Regions from separate parts of the Macaca mulatta genome. Here region 1 is linked to region 2. A link is a contact called in public Hi-C data. All regions are on one chromosome and are shown on one strand. Each heading gives the region's core, a stretch centred on a gene start, on an enhancer-like site or on the middle of the called end of the contact. The rest is flanking DNA. Distances are from core to core; before and after follow the strand shown. Region 1 holds the start of PATZ1 (POZ/BTB and AT hook containing zinc finger 1). Region 2 holds the start of DRG1 (developmentally regulated GTP binding protein 1).

The links. A called contact is a pair of places that touch in the nucleus more often than the background predicts.
Region 1: a contact with region 2 is called in a Hi-C map of cortical neurons, with 2.9 times the contacts expected there. The contact joins the promoter of PATZ1 here to the promoter of DRG1 in region 2. A contact is called at or near these places in 3 of 14 Hi-C or Micro-C datasets (cortical neurons, fetal cortex germinal zone and liver).

What each region holds. Positions count from the first base shown.
Region 1 is chr10:20,166,264-20,172,568 of T2T-MMU8v2.0, forward strand. It overlaps PATZ1 (POZ/BTB and AT hook containing zinc finger 1), which reads left to right and starts at 2,024. Exons shown (of 5, transcript XM_077949972.1): 1 at 2,024-2,077; 2 at 2,762-4,040; 3 at 5,429-5,492. The coding sequence starts at 2,770. It also overlaps the pseudogene LOC718409.
Region 2 is chr10:20,110,910-20,117,195 of T2T-MMU8v2.0, forward strand. It overlaps DRG1 (developmentally regulated GTP binding protein 1), which reads right to left and starts at 3,747. Exons shown (of 9, transcript NM_001266937.1): 1 at 3,677-3,747; 2 at 2,658-2,781. The coding sequence starts at 3,718. LOC144331800 (a long non-coding RNA gene) reads left to right here and starts at 1,096. Exons shown (of 2, transcript XR_013399300.1): 1 at 1,096-1,344; 2 at 2,439-3,800.

The DNA of each region.
Region 1 (6,305 bases), core at 774-3,273, 54 kb after region 2:
CTTTTTTTTTTTTTTTTTTAAGACAGTTTCACTCTTGTTGCCCAGGCTGGAGTGCAATGGCGCGATCTCGGCTCGCCGCAACCTCCGTCTCCCGGGTTCAAGTGATTCTCCTGACTCAACCTTCCGAGTAACTAGGATTATAGGCATGTGCCACCACGCCCGGCTGATTTTTTGTTTTTAGTAGAGACGGGGTTTCTCCATCTTGGTCAGACTGGTCTCGAACTCCCGACCTCAGGTGCTCCGCCCACCTCAGCCTCCCAAAGTGCTGGGATTACAGGCGTGAGCCGCCGCGCCCGGACCCTTTCCCAGCAGCTCTCTCAAAAATAAAACGTGCCAGTTCCCAAAATCCGCCCAAGAAAGCTGTGGCTCAGAGCAGGAGTCACTAGCCCAAGGTGACAGTGAGTCTGGGCTTAGGACACAGAACTCCTGGCTTCATGTCCAGGGAACTTTCTTCAAGCCTCTAAGGCTCATTCATTCTCTCCAACAGAGTTTGGCATATACTATGCCCTAGAGCGGAGGTGTGCAAGACAGGTGCTGCTGTCCCCGTGTACAGGTTAAGTAACAGTCAGTTTAACTGAATCTCAGGGAGGCCAAGTGACTAAGCACTGGGACACAAAACCAGAAGGTAGATGTCTCGATTTTGAACTCGGATCAAACGCCAGGGCAACGCCCGGAAGCCTCAGGGCGCGCGTGGCTGGGCGCGAGCTCGGCGCGTATCGGTGGGAATCCCGAGCGGAGTTGGAAGCCGGGCCCGTTCATTTGCATGCTAATACCCAGAATGCTTTTCCCCCGCACACCGCTTCTCTTAATGGAAGCGCTCAGTTTGGAACCGTGGAAAGTTTGGAACACATACTTCGCTCCCTCTTTGCAACTGTGGGAACTTCCCGCCCGCACACGCGGCGCCTGCTGCCTGGGGCTCTGCGCCAGGCGGCCGCCAGCGCTTCCTGGGAAGGCAAACCTTGGTGTACAACTCTAGCGCGGTAGCATCCCCGGGCGGGCCGGGGACAAAGCGCCGAGGCCTGGCGGCAGGGCCCATAACCAGAACACCCGGCGTCTCACAGGGCTGCGGGCGCTGGGGATGCTCCCGGCTTGGAGAGGCCCGAGAGTGTCCCCGACTCCTCCGGCACCCCCACTTCCCCGAGAACTGCTGGGGCTTCCGGGGGTCCCTGCCCCGTCCATCGCCCTCATATTGTCGCCTCCCGGAGCTGGTGACTTCACGCTCCCCGGGGACAAAGCTCGGCGTGCTGGGTTTGGGGGAGAAGCTGGACGCTGGCCTCATCTCCCCAGCTCTTCCGGGCGCGTAGCCCATCAGTTCGGTCCATGTACCGGGTGCAGAAGGAGCTCCGGAGGTTCGGCCTGTCTCCGGCCAGGACCCCGGGCCCTCTCTGGTGTTTGAAGCAGGGAGGCGGTCGCAGGCGACTTCTGGGGATTTCGCGCATGAAAGCGGGGCTCCGAAGGGTGGACGACGCCCGCTCGACCTGCGAGTGCGCATCGCAGGCTGGGGGGCCCGGATCCGCACCCCTCAGTTCCTGCCCCCCCAACCCTGCTAGCCGCCACTCTCAGCGGGCAGGGGAGGGGCAGTGGGAGCTGGTTTGCTGGCTCGGCGCTTCGTTTGCATTGGTCCGGGGGGGCTGAGACTGCAGCCCCCGGCCCCGCGGGCGGGGTGGGGAGGCGGGGGCCGGACGGGGGCTCAGGCTGCTCTAGCATTGGCGGATCTGGGGAATGGGGAGGGGGGGCAGGAAGCGGGGGGAGCAGAGCTGCGGGGGGGGTGTATAAATAGGGAAGGGGGGATGTGCATCCTCGGCTTGGTGAGGGGGGGGGGCGCTCGGCACAAAGAAAGTGGAAAGTTTGCAGCGCGAGGCGGCCCGGACTAGACATCCGGGCGCGCACGTGCAAGGCCGGGGGCGCCAGGGGCCCCCCACTCTGAGCTCGCCGTTTTTTTTTCTGCAAGCGAGGGGGGGGTGTTGTTGGTATCGCCCCCTCCTTCTCCTCCCCCCAGGGGTGAAAGTGCAAGAGGAAGTGCAGCCGCTGCCATCTTTCCTCCGCTCCGAACACACGGAGCCCGGGGCCGCAACGCCGCCGCTCCGCCGCCGCCTTCTCCCGGCCCGGGGAAGGGCCTACTCTGCCGCCGCCGCCGCCGCCCGCCCGCTCCAGCCGCCGCCGCCGCCACCGCCCTCCAGGCTCCGGGACCCGGCCCGCGCCACCGCCCCCGTGCGCGCCCCGCCGCCGCCTTCGCCTTTTGTTTCCTCCGCTCCGGCGCCCCCGCCCCGGCTCGCGCTTTGCAGGGGACGCAGCGCGCGCCCCCAGCGGGCCCGGGAAAAGCCGCGGCGCGCGCGCGCGCCTGCGCGGCGGACCCCCTCCTTCTCCTCCCCGCGTGCGCGTGCCCCTCTTGGCTGCGCGCCGGCGCCGCCTGGCGGGCGGGAGGGGAGGTGGCAGGCGCGTTTGCAGGAGGGGCGCACCTCTTCGCTCGCGCACCCCCCCGGAAGGTAGACCGGGAAGGGGAGGCGGGCGGGCGGAGAGGAGAGAGCGGCGCGCAGTCCAGCGAGGGCGGGGGTTGGCTATGTGGGGGATGGTGGTGCACCCCGCAGTCTAGACAGTCCGATCCGGGCTGGGGGCGTGTACGCTTGGCGCACCTGCGAGACTACAGAGCCCCGGGCCGGCACGTGTGGGGAGTGTGGACACGTCTGCTGTGCCCCGCTTCTCGCTGCCTAGGGGAAGGGAGGGGGCGGGCAGGTGCGGCGGCCGGGCTAGTGGGAGGGGGCGGCGGCCATGGAGCGGGTGAACGACGCTTCCTGCGGCCCGTCTGGCTGCTACACGTACCAGGTGAGCAGACACAGCACGGAGATGCTGCACAACCTGAACCAGCAGCGCAAGAACGGCGGGCGCTTCTGCGACGTGCTGCTGCGGGTAGGCGACGAGAGCTTCCCAGCGCACCGCGCCGTGCTGGCCGCCTGCAGCGAGTACTTTGAATCGGTGTTCAGCGCCCAGTTGGGCGACAGCGGAGCTGCGGACGGGGATCCGGCTGATGTAGGGGGCGCGACGGCAGCCCCAGGCGGCGGGGCCGGGGGCAGCCGGGAGCTGGAGATGCACACTATCAGCTCCAAGGTATTTGGGGACATTCTGGACTTCGCCTACACTTCCCGCATCGTGGTGCGACTGGAGAGCTTTCCCGAACTCATGACGGCCGCCAAGTTCCTGCTGATGAGGTCGGTTATCGAGATCTGCCAGGAAGTCATCAAACAGTCCAACGTACAGATCCTGGTACCCCCTGCCCGCGCCGATATAATGCTCTTTCGCCCCCCTGGGACCTCGGACTTGGGCTTCCCTTTGGACATGACCAACGGGGCAGCCTTGGCAGCCAACAGCAATGGCATCGCGGGCAGCATGCAGCCAGAGGAGGAGGCAGCTCGGGCGGCTGGTGCAGCCATTGCAGGCCAAGCCTCCTTGCCTGTGTTACCTGGGGTGGACCGCTTGCCCATGGTGGCTGGACCCCTATCCCCACAACTGCTGACTTCCCCATTCCCCAATGTGGCATCCAGTGCCCCTCCCCTGACTGGCAAGCGAGGCCGGGGCCGCCCAAGGAAGGCCAACCTGCTGGACTCAATGTTTGGGTCCCCAGGGGGCCTGAGGGAGGCCGGCATCCTTCCATGCGGTCTGTGTGGGAAGGTGTTCACTGATGCCAACCGGCTCCGGCAGCATGAGGCCCAGCACGGTGTCACCAGCCTCCAGCTGGGCTACATCGACCTTCCTCCTCCGAGGCTGGGTGAGAATGGGCTACCCATCTCTGAAGACCCCGACGGCCCCCGAAAGAGGAGCCGGACCAGGAAGCAGGTGGCTTGTGAGATCTGCGGCAAGATCTTCCGTGATGTGTATCATCTCAACCGGCACAAGCTGTCCCACTCTGGGGAGAAGCCCTATTCCTGCCCTGTGTGTGGGCTGCGGTTCAAGAGAAAAGACCGCATGTCCTACCATGTGCGGTCCCATGATGGGTCCGTGGGCAAGCCTTACATCTGCCAGAGCTGTGGGAAAGGCTTCTCCAGGTGAGGAAAGGCCCCCTCTTCCTCCCCTGCTCCGCTGCCACACGTATCTTAGTCCTGAAAAGGCCCCTGCCAAGATCCGGGGCGGTGGCATTTGTGGGGGTCACTTGACCTTATAGAGTCATGCCAGGTTTGGGAGAGTGTTTTAAGGGCCCTTATTTTGAGATGGTATGCCTGAGACCTGCTTTCTGTTCCCTCAGGGAAGTTCTTTGACGCTAAGTGTGCCCTACTGTCTCTCCTCCTGGGGCGGGATTCCTCAGGCCAGAGCCACCGGACCTCACCATTCTTCTCCCTGGGCTCCCTTTGTGTTTCTGGCACCAGGCGTGGGGCCCCCTCTGGGGGCGGGAGACTGGGCTCCTCCAGCGACTTCCCCGCTTGAATGGCTGCCGAGGGAGGGACTGGAACAAGTGCATCTGGGACTCCCCACACTCCTGAGGCACCAGATTCCCCAACACAGAACACTGGCCTTGCTGATCAGTAGACTCCAGCTATGCTCTCAGACCACCCTGGGATCATGGGACACAGAGCTGGGCACCCAGAGCTGCTGCTTAACACCAAAAGCTTTGATCTGCTCTGACTTGGTAGCTCTAGAGCCTAACCCACAGAGCCCCTTTATGTTCTCAGGACAGAAAGGAATGGGGCAGGATCTTTATGTAGGTTTACTTTCTAGTTAGCCTGTTGGGGAACTGAGGACTTGTCTGGGAGCAGAGGGTGGTTTTGTTTTTCTCCTAAAAGGCTGGTTTTAACCTGGATTGGAGGACCTTGTGTGTGTGAACACAGGGATGGAGAACTCCCTCAGAGGGCCCCAACCGGGAACCAGTCTTACCGGTCAGGCAGCCCCTGCCCACCTGCTCAGGCGGGCATCTGGCTTACCAGCCCAGCTGGGGACTTAAGGCTCCACTGTTGGCCTCTGGGGACTGAATTCCATCCGGGTGGCATTCATTGGCTGCCCGTGGCGGGAGAGGCTGGGGGAGGGGGGATTGCTGAGTTTCTAAGGGGCTTTAGTCTGGACAATGAATCACACATACCCCCTCCTCTGGGCAGTGAGGCAGCTCTGTTTCATTCTACTGCCACCGCCTCTGGTCCTAGAAAACATTGAGTTTCTGGTGGGGGGGAATTGAGGGGGTGGGGAGGGAAGATCAGAGACAAATGCCCACTTCCCTTCCCCCTCCAGAGAAAACCAGGGCAGAGAGGCCTGGGCCTGTGGAGCCAGAGCTGGGTGGTGACTTTGTCTTTGTCATGCTGGGGTGGAGGAGAGGGAGTCCTCTCCAGCAGTGTGTGTGTGTGTGTGTGTGTGTGTGTGTGTGTGTGTGTACACACGTATGTATGTGTGCCTGTGTGGTGGGGTTTGGCCAAGTTTCTAAAGTCCCTCTTGGTTCTCTCTTTTCCAGGCCTGATCACTTGAATGGACATATCAAGCAGGTGCACACTTCTGAACGGCCTCACAAGTGTCAGGTAGGGGCTGGGCCAGGGCAGAGATGGGCTGAAGGAGATGTTGCTGTTCTCACGGTCGCAGCCATGAACCAGCTGCTGCGTGTGCCGGGGGCCCGGCTGACTGCCCACCGCTTTGCACACCTCCCCTCTGTTCCTCCACCCTCCCTCTGCTCTCCTCCTTTGTTCTTCCCCCAGGCCCCCTTCCCCCACAGCTGATGTTCCTCCTTCCTGGTTGCTTGGTCCTGGTTCCCACCCCATCTTTGCCTTCACTCTGTTGCTTGGCTTTCCTCTCCTGGTGTTTGCCGGCTCCTTGGATAGTGGAACTATCGCACAGATGTTGTGTTGGGAGACCCAGCCCTGTGCTGGGCCTGGCTGTTGGTTTCCAGCAGTTTGTAGGGACTGCAGGTTTTTTAAAAAGGGCTCCTGGTGGTCCAGCCAACCACTCTTCCCCTTTTCTGACCTCAGTTAGAGCTCCTCCCGGGTCCCCTCAGCTTAGGGCACAAGGCAGTGGGGGAGGTAGGAGGTAGGGAGTGGGTGGTCCTCTCCCCCACACTGGCTCCTGTTTAACCCACCCTGAGCCAGGGTTTCTGGAGGACTGGAGAGCAAAGTGGGCTCCTCTTCTTTGAGCTCTTTGCAAAGTAGCAAGTAGGGAAAGCTAAACCAGATAGATTCTCACCCTTGGTTTACCTGCTTGAACAATATCTGGGGTCCCTGCTGGTGCCCAGAAGATTGAGTTTCCTCTCCTGGACACTGAGCATTCTTGTCTGGATAGCGAACACATCTCTGTCTTTTCCTTGGTTATCTCCCCTCTCCCATGCCAAGTTCCCACCAAGT
Region 2 (6,286 bases), core at 2,497-4,996:
GCACTTTGGGAGGCCAAGGTGGGCGGATCACAAGGTCAGGAGATCGAGACCATCCTGGCTAACACGGTGAAACCCCATCTCTACTAAAAAATACAAAAAAGTAGCCGGGCGTGGTGGCGGGCGCCTATAGTCCTAGCTACTCGGGAGGCTGAGGCAGGAGAATGGCGTGAACCCGGGAGGCGGAGCTTGCAGTAAGCGGAGATCACGCCACTACACTCCAGCCTGGGTGACAGAGCAAGACTCCACCTCAAAAAAAAAAAAAAAACTATATTCAAAAAAGTCAGGCACAGTGGCACACATCTATAGTCCTTGCTATTCCAGAGGCTGAGGCAGGAGGATCTCTTGAGCCCAGGAATTCAGGTCAAGCCTGAGCAACATGGCAAAACCTTGTCTCTACAAAAAATACAAAAATTAGCCAGGCATAGTGGTGTACGCCTGTAGGTCTCAGCTACTTGAGAGGCTGAGGTGGGAGGATCACTTGAGCCCAGGAAGTTGAGGCTGCAGTGAGCTGTGATCATATCACTGTACTCCAGCCTGGGCAACAGAGCAATACCCTGTCTCTGGGAAAAAAAAAAAAAAAAAAAAAAAAAAGGTACAGTTCAAACGTATGTATGAAACATGATCCAAAAATAAGGTTGTTAGCTACTCTACCTATGGTGTAGCCCCGCTCTGCCTATGGAGCAGCCACCGTTTTATAACTAAAATAAACAAATTAATTAATTAAGAAGAGTTTTGTTTTTGTTTTTTGTCTTACAAATTCTGTAAATTGCATGACTGACTGGGTTTTCCTTTTTCTTTTTTTTTTTTTTTTTTGAGACGGAGTCTCGCTCTGTAGCCCGGGCTGGAGTGCAGTGGCCGGATCTCAGCTCACTGCAAGCTCCGCCTCCCGGGTTTACGCCATTCTCCTGCCTCAGCCTCCCGAGTAGCTGGGACTACAGGCACCCGCCACCTCGCCCGGCTAGTTTTTTCTATTTTTTAGTAGAGACGGGGTTTCACGGTGTTCGCCAGGATGGTCTCGATCTCCTGACCTCGTGATCCGCCCGTCTCGGCCTCCCAAAGTGCTGGGATTACAGGCTTGAGCCACCGCGCCCGGCCCTTTTTTTTTTTTTTTTTTTTTTTTTTTTTTACAATGGCTGCAAACAAGTTTAGAATCAAATTTGTGACCCTTCTCTACCAGGTGCACAGATCTTACACCATTCCTTTTAGTCCTAAATCTATCTTATCTCTCTTGGCTTCAACTTATTTTTCGTACATTTTCCCTTTGCATCAATTTCCTTACTTATTTTTAATCCTGTTGATGATACTGATTTACATATTTCTGTAAGCCAGTGTAAATCTACTTTGGTTTTCTTTTTTTTTTTGAGACAGAGTCTCGCTCTGTCACCCAGGCTGGAGTACATGATCTCGGCTCACAGCAACCTCCACCTCCCAGGTTCAAGTCATTCTCCTGCCTCAGCCTCCTGAGTAGCTGGGATTACATGTGCATGCTACCACACCCAGCTAATTTTTGTATTTTTAGCAGAAATGGGGTTTCACCATGTTGGTCAGGCTGGTCTCAAACTCCTGACCTGTAATACACCCACCTCGGCCTCCCGAAGCACTGGGATTACAGGAGTGAGCCACCACACCCGGCCCTACTTTGGTTTTCTTAACATGAGATCTCACTCTATCACCCAGGATGGAGTACAGTGGCGCCATCACAACTCACTGCAGCCTCAACCTCCTGGGTTCAAGCAGTCCTCCCAACTCAGCCTCCCAAGTAGCTGAGACCACAGACATGCACCACTATGCTAGGATAATTTTTTATATTTTGTACATCTTCTTTCATATCTATGCCTCATTTGTAAGCCCGTAGAGACAGGGCTTTGCTGGTTCCGAACTCCTGGCCTCACGCAATCCTCCTGCCTCAGCCTCCCAAAGTGCTGGGATTACAAGGGTGAGCCACTGCACCCAGCACATGTAAATCATTTTGTATCAGGGCAGGATATAAATAAAACTACAGTACAATTAGACAATATCCATTTGCCTCTGAAACCAGCAGAATAAAAATAAACACGGTTCAAGAATTCATACTTAGAAAATATAAATCTACTTTAGTAGAACATCTTGTTTTTCTCTTTTTAAAAAACTTTTTTTTTTGGCTGGGCACAGTGGCTCACGCCTGTAATCCCAGCACTTTGGGAGGCCGAGGTGGGTGGATCACCTGAGGTCAGGAGTTCGAGACCAACCTGACCAACATGAAGAAACCCCGTCTCCACTAAAAATACAAAAATTAGCTGGGTATGGTAGCGCATGCCCGTAATCCCAGCTACTCGGGAGGCTGAGGCAGGAGAATCACTTGAAACCAGGAGGCAGAGGTTGGGGTGAGCTGAGATCTCGCCATTGTACTCCAGCCTGGGCAGTAAGAGCGAAACTCCGTCTCAAAAAAAAAAAAAAAGTTTCTGTTTTTTTTTTGTTTGTTTGTTTGTTTTTTGAGATGGGGTGTCTATGTTGATCAGGCTGGTCTTGAACTCCTGGTCTCAAGCAATCCTCCTATCTCAGCCTCCCAGTGTGCTAGGATTGCACTGGGCCATCTTCAGTTATTTTTAAACCACATGTATGTACTATTTTGACAAGAATTATACCTAAAAGTATATATATTGAAGAAAAGCACAAACCTTCTCCTGGACCCCCACCACCACCACCCTTTGGAGTAATGAGTTCTCGACGAAGCTTAGCAAGACGAGCCTTAAGCAGCCCCAGGTGGTGTGCTGTGGCCTTGTTCTTTTGAGTCCGAGCCATCTAAAAGGGAGGAATCACAGCCATAAATTAGAAGCAGTGAACGCTTCCCCCAGCTTTGAGAGAATAATTTTTTTCCCGAAGTACTACTAATGTTAGCATACCCATTTTACAGGCTTTAAAAGAGTAAAAAATCCATTCTCTCCCCCATTCAGCTTATTTCCCTCACTACAAAGCAAAGTAAGGCCCAAAGAGAAGAGACGATTAAGGTCATTCCAATTAGTGCCCCCAGACTAAACTAAAACCCATCTGCGGGTTCCTTTTCTACTGTTTGTAGCTGTTAGGACCCATGTGACACTGGGACACCACTTTCCTAACTGTAAAGCGCTCTGAAGGCCGCAGGCAATGGAATCACACATTATCCAGGTGAAATAAACTGTTCCCACACAGATGTCATTTTACTTCCAGATCAGATTACCGGGAGCAAATACTCTCAATCAGGGGGTCATTAGGGTAGAGACTGGGGAAAAGGGGGAATAAGGGGATGCAGCGAAGGATGCTAACGAAAGATTCTGAAGCATCTGACCAAGTCAGAGATGGAATAAGGGACAGGATTCAGTGCTGCTCAAAGAAAAAAAACGGAAAGAAACAACAGAACAGGGGCCAAATACTGGGAGGGGGTACACACCAAGGGCCTAAGGTGCAGGGGTGGGGAACGCGGGCCCGGACAAAGGGGAGTCCGGGAGCGTGGGCGCGGGACGAGGGGAAAGCGGGCCCTGACTGAGGAGAGTTGGGGACTCCAAGTTGTGGCGGAGGGCAGTCGCAACACGGGCCTCGCTGAGAGAAGTCGCGGAATCTAGGCCCGGTCCTGACGCGGCTCAAGGAAGAACAGGAAGGAGCGACGCCACCGAAGAAGGGATGCTCAGAGTAAGAGTGAAGCGCCAGCTGCGTCCATTACCTCGGCTTCTATCTCCGCGATTTTAGCTAAGGTGCTGCTCATCGTGGCGAGTACCCTGTGGCCTCCACACTGACTCCCTTCACACACCCGCAGCCAAACTGCCACCGCCACCCGGCGCTACTGCAGTACGCAGGCGCGGTACTTTCGAATTCTCGCGAGAGATTTCCGCGTAAGGGTCACCGCGAGTCGTGTAGCGCGAAGTTGTCTCCTCCCCATCAGCCAACCCCGCCCCGTCCCGCGAGCCAGTGCGGTGTCATAGAGCCCGCGGGAGCGGGGGCCAGAGAGGCCACCCCGGTCTGGGCCTCCCCGAGCGCGCCGAGGGTCGCGCGCAGCTCGGCCCCGCCCAGCAGGACCCGCTGCCCGCCGCACTGCATGGTGCTGAAGGCTTCAGTGCTGGAGACCCCAGGGCGTGGTGCAAAGCCGACTCATGCTCCGCACCCCTGTTCCTCGCCAGTATCTGCGGGTCCTGGGTCCCCATTTTCACAGCTGGGGTGACACCTCGACTGCCTCCATGGTCTTGCAAGAGCGTAGAGACCCATCTGCAGCCTGTCTCACCCCCTTTGAAAAAGAAAATGCCCCCTTTCTATCATTCAAAATTATTTTTAGGTTAGTTTTGTTTACTCCGAACCCCGAGTAGAGCACATGGGGAGCCCACAATAAGTGCATTCTTGAATGGATAATTCCCAGAGAACTGCTGCTTGCAACATAGCTTGTAATACCAAAAAATTGAAATCTATATTAACACCCATCAGTAGGAAAATGGACAAATGAATAATGCCTCCATCCGGTTTTCGAAATACGATTACAGCCGTTAAAACGTAGATCTGTGGTCTGACTGGATATCCAGAACATGTTAAACGGGAAAACAACTAGCAGAACGGCACCTATGTAGTGATACCATTTATGTTATTTTAAAAATTAAGTGTACATTTATGTAGGTGTACATGTATGAATGTGCATTGTTTAAAGGCCTAAACAGAAAAATACATCAGAAGCTGTTAACAGTGGGATGGGATGCGAGGAAAGTGCCTTTCACATTTTATTCCACGGAATTTTGAAGTTAAATTTTTACAAGATGAATGTATCCATGTATTACCATTTCAAAAGACTCCTCTTCCCCGTGTCTTATGAGGAGGAAGCCAGGACATCCAGGAACTGTGTGGTGGTTTTGAAAGCGGTTTGCCTCAGGATCAATGGGTTGTTTTGATAGATTGATTATTCCAGTGGGAGTCGACAGGCCAGGCTTAACCCACAGGGCTGGCCTCCACCCAGCACGGGGAGGGAAGTTGAATTTAGTTAAATTTGTAAACAAGAACTATTCTAACCTCCCAGAGACAAAAAAGGGAGGTTTTTTTGGTGCATAAAGGGGGAGAAACAGAAAGGAAAGCTTTTACAGAAGGTCCCCAAAGGGCCGAAGAGAGTTTCTTCTTTCTTTTCTTTAACCTCAGCCTTTTTCATAAATAAATTAAGGGATGATGAGGTAATTAGATCCCACACCATTAGCAATGGAGGAGGGAAGAGGAGGAGGTCCAGCTGGAATGGGACATAATCAAAGATCAATCTTAAAAGACAGATAAAATCAAATCAGCAGGCCTATCCTACCTTGAAGTACTTAAGGAATTAATTGGCTGACAATATCAAGGGCATCACTGCTCTGTGAGTAGGTGCCCCTTAGTAAATCTGTTATATGAGGCCTACAGATAAGCACTTACTGCTCAAAGACACCCTAGGACCCACCTTGGGGCCCTGAACTGTCAATAGGCACCAAAGAGTAATACTCATTTTCCCCAGAGTCCTGGGTGGCCATCCTATTCATGCAATGATTATCTACGGTGCTCCAACTGCTGCCTGGCACTGTGACAACACTGGGGACAGAGCAGAGAGTGAATCAGATATGCTCCTGCACATAAGAAGTATCCAGGCCGGGCGAGGTGGCTCACGCCTGTAATCCCAGCACTTTGGGAGGCCGAGGTGGGTGGATTACCAGACATCAGGAGTTCGAGATCAGCCTGGTCAACATGGTGAAACCCCGTCTCTACAAAAAATACAAAAATTAGCCGGATGGTAGTGGCGTGCACCTATTATCCCAGCTACTCTGGAGGCTGAGGCACGAGGATTGCTCGAACCCAGGAGACGGAGGTTGTAGTGAGCGGGGATGGCGCCACTGCACTCCAGACTGGCAACAAATCAAGACTCTGTCTAAAAAAAAAAATATATACAAAAATTACCCGGGCATGGTGGCAGGTTCCTGTAATCCCAGCTACTCAGGAGGCTGAGACAGGAGAATCGCTTGAACCCGGGAGGCAGAGGTTGTAGTGAGCCGAGATCATGTCATTGCACTACAGGCTGAGCCAGGACGACAAGAGCAAGATTCCATCTCAAGGGAAAAAAAAGAAGTATCCAGGCTGGGAGGCCAAGGCCAGGACCTTAGGTTCAGCTCCTAAGAGCCATAGCTACCCCATGTCTGTTAAGTACCAACTGCAGCAGGGAGGGCCCATTTGGTCATACCAGTAAACCACCAGTACCTTGGTACTAAATGTGTAAAAAATAAATAGGCCGGGGACAGTGGCTCACAGTTTAATCCCAATGCTTTCAGAGGTTGAGGTGGGA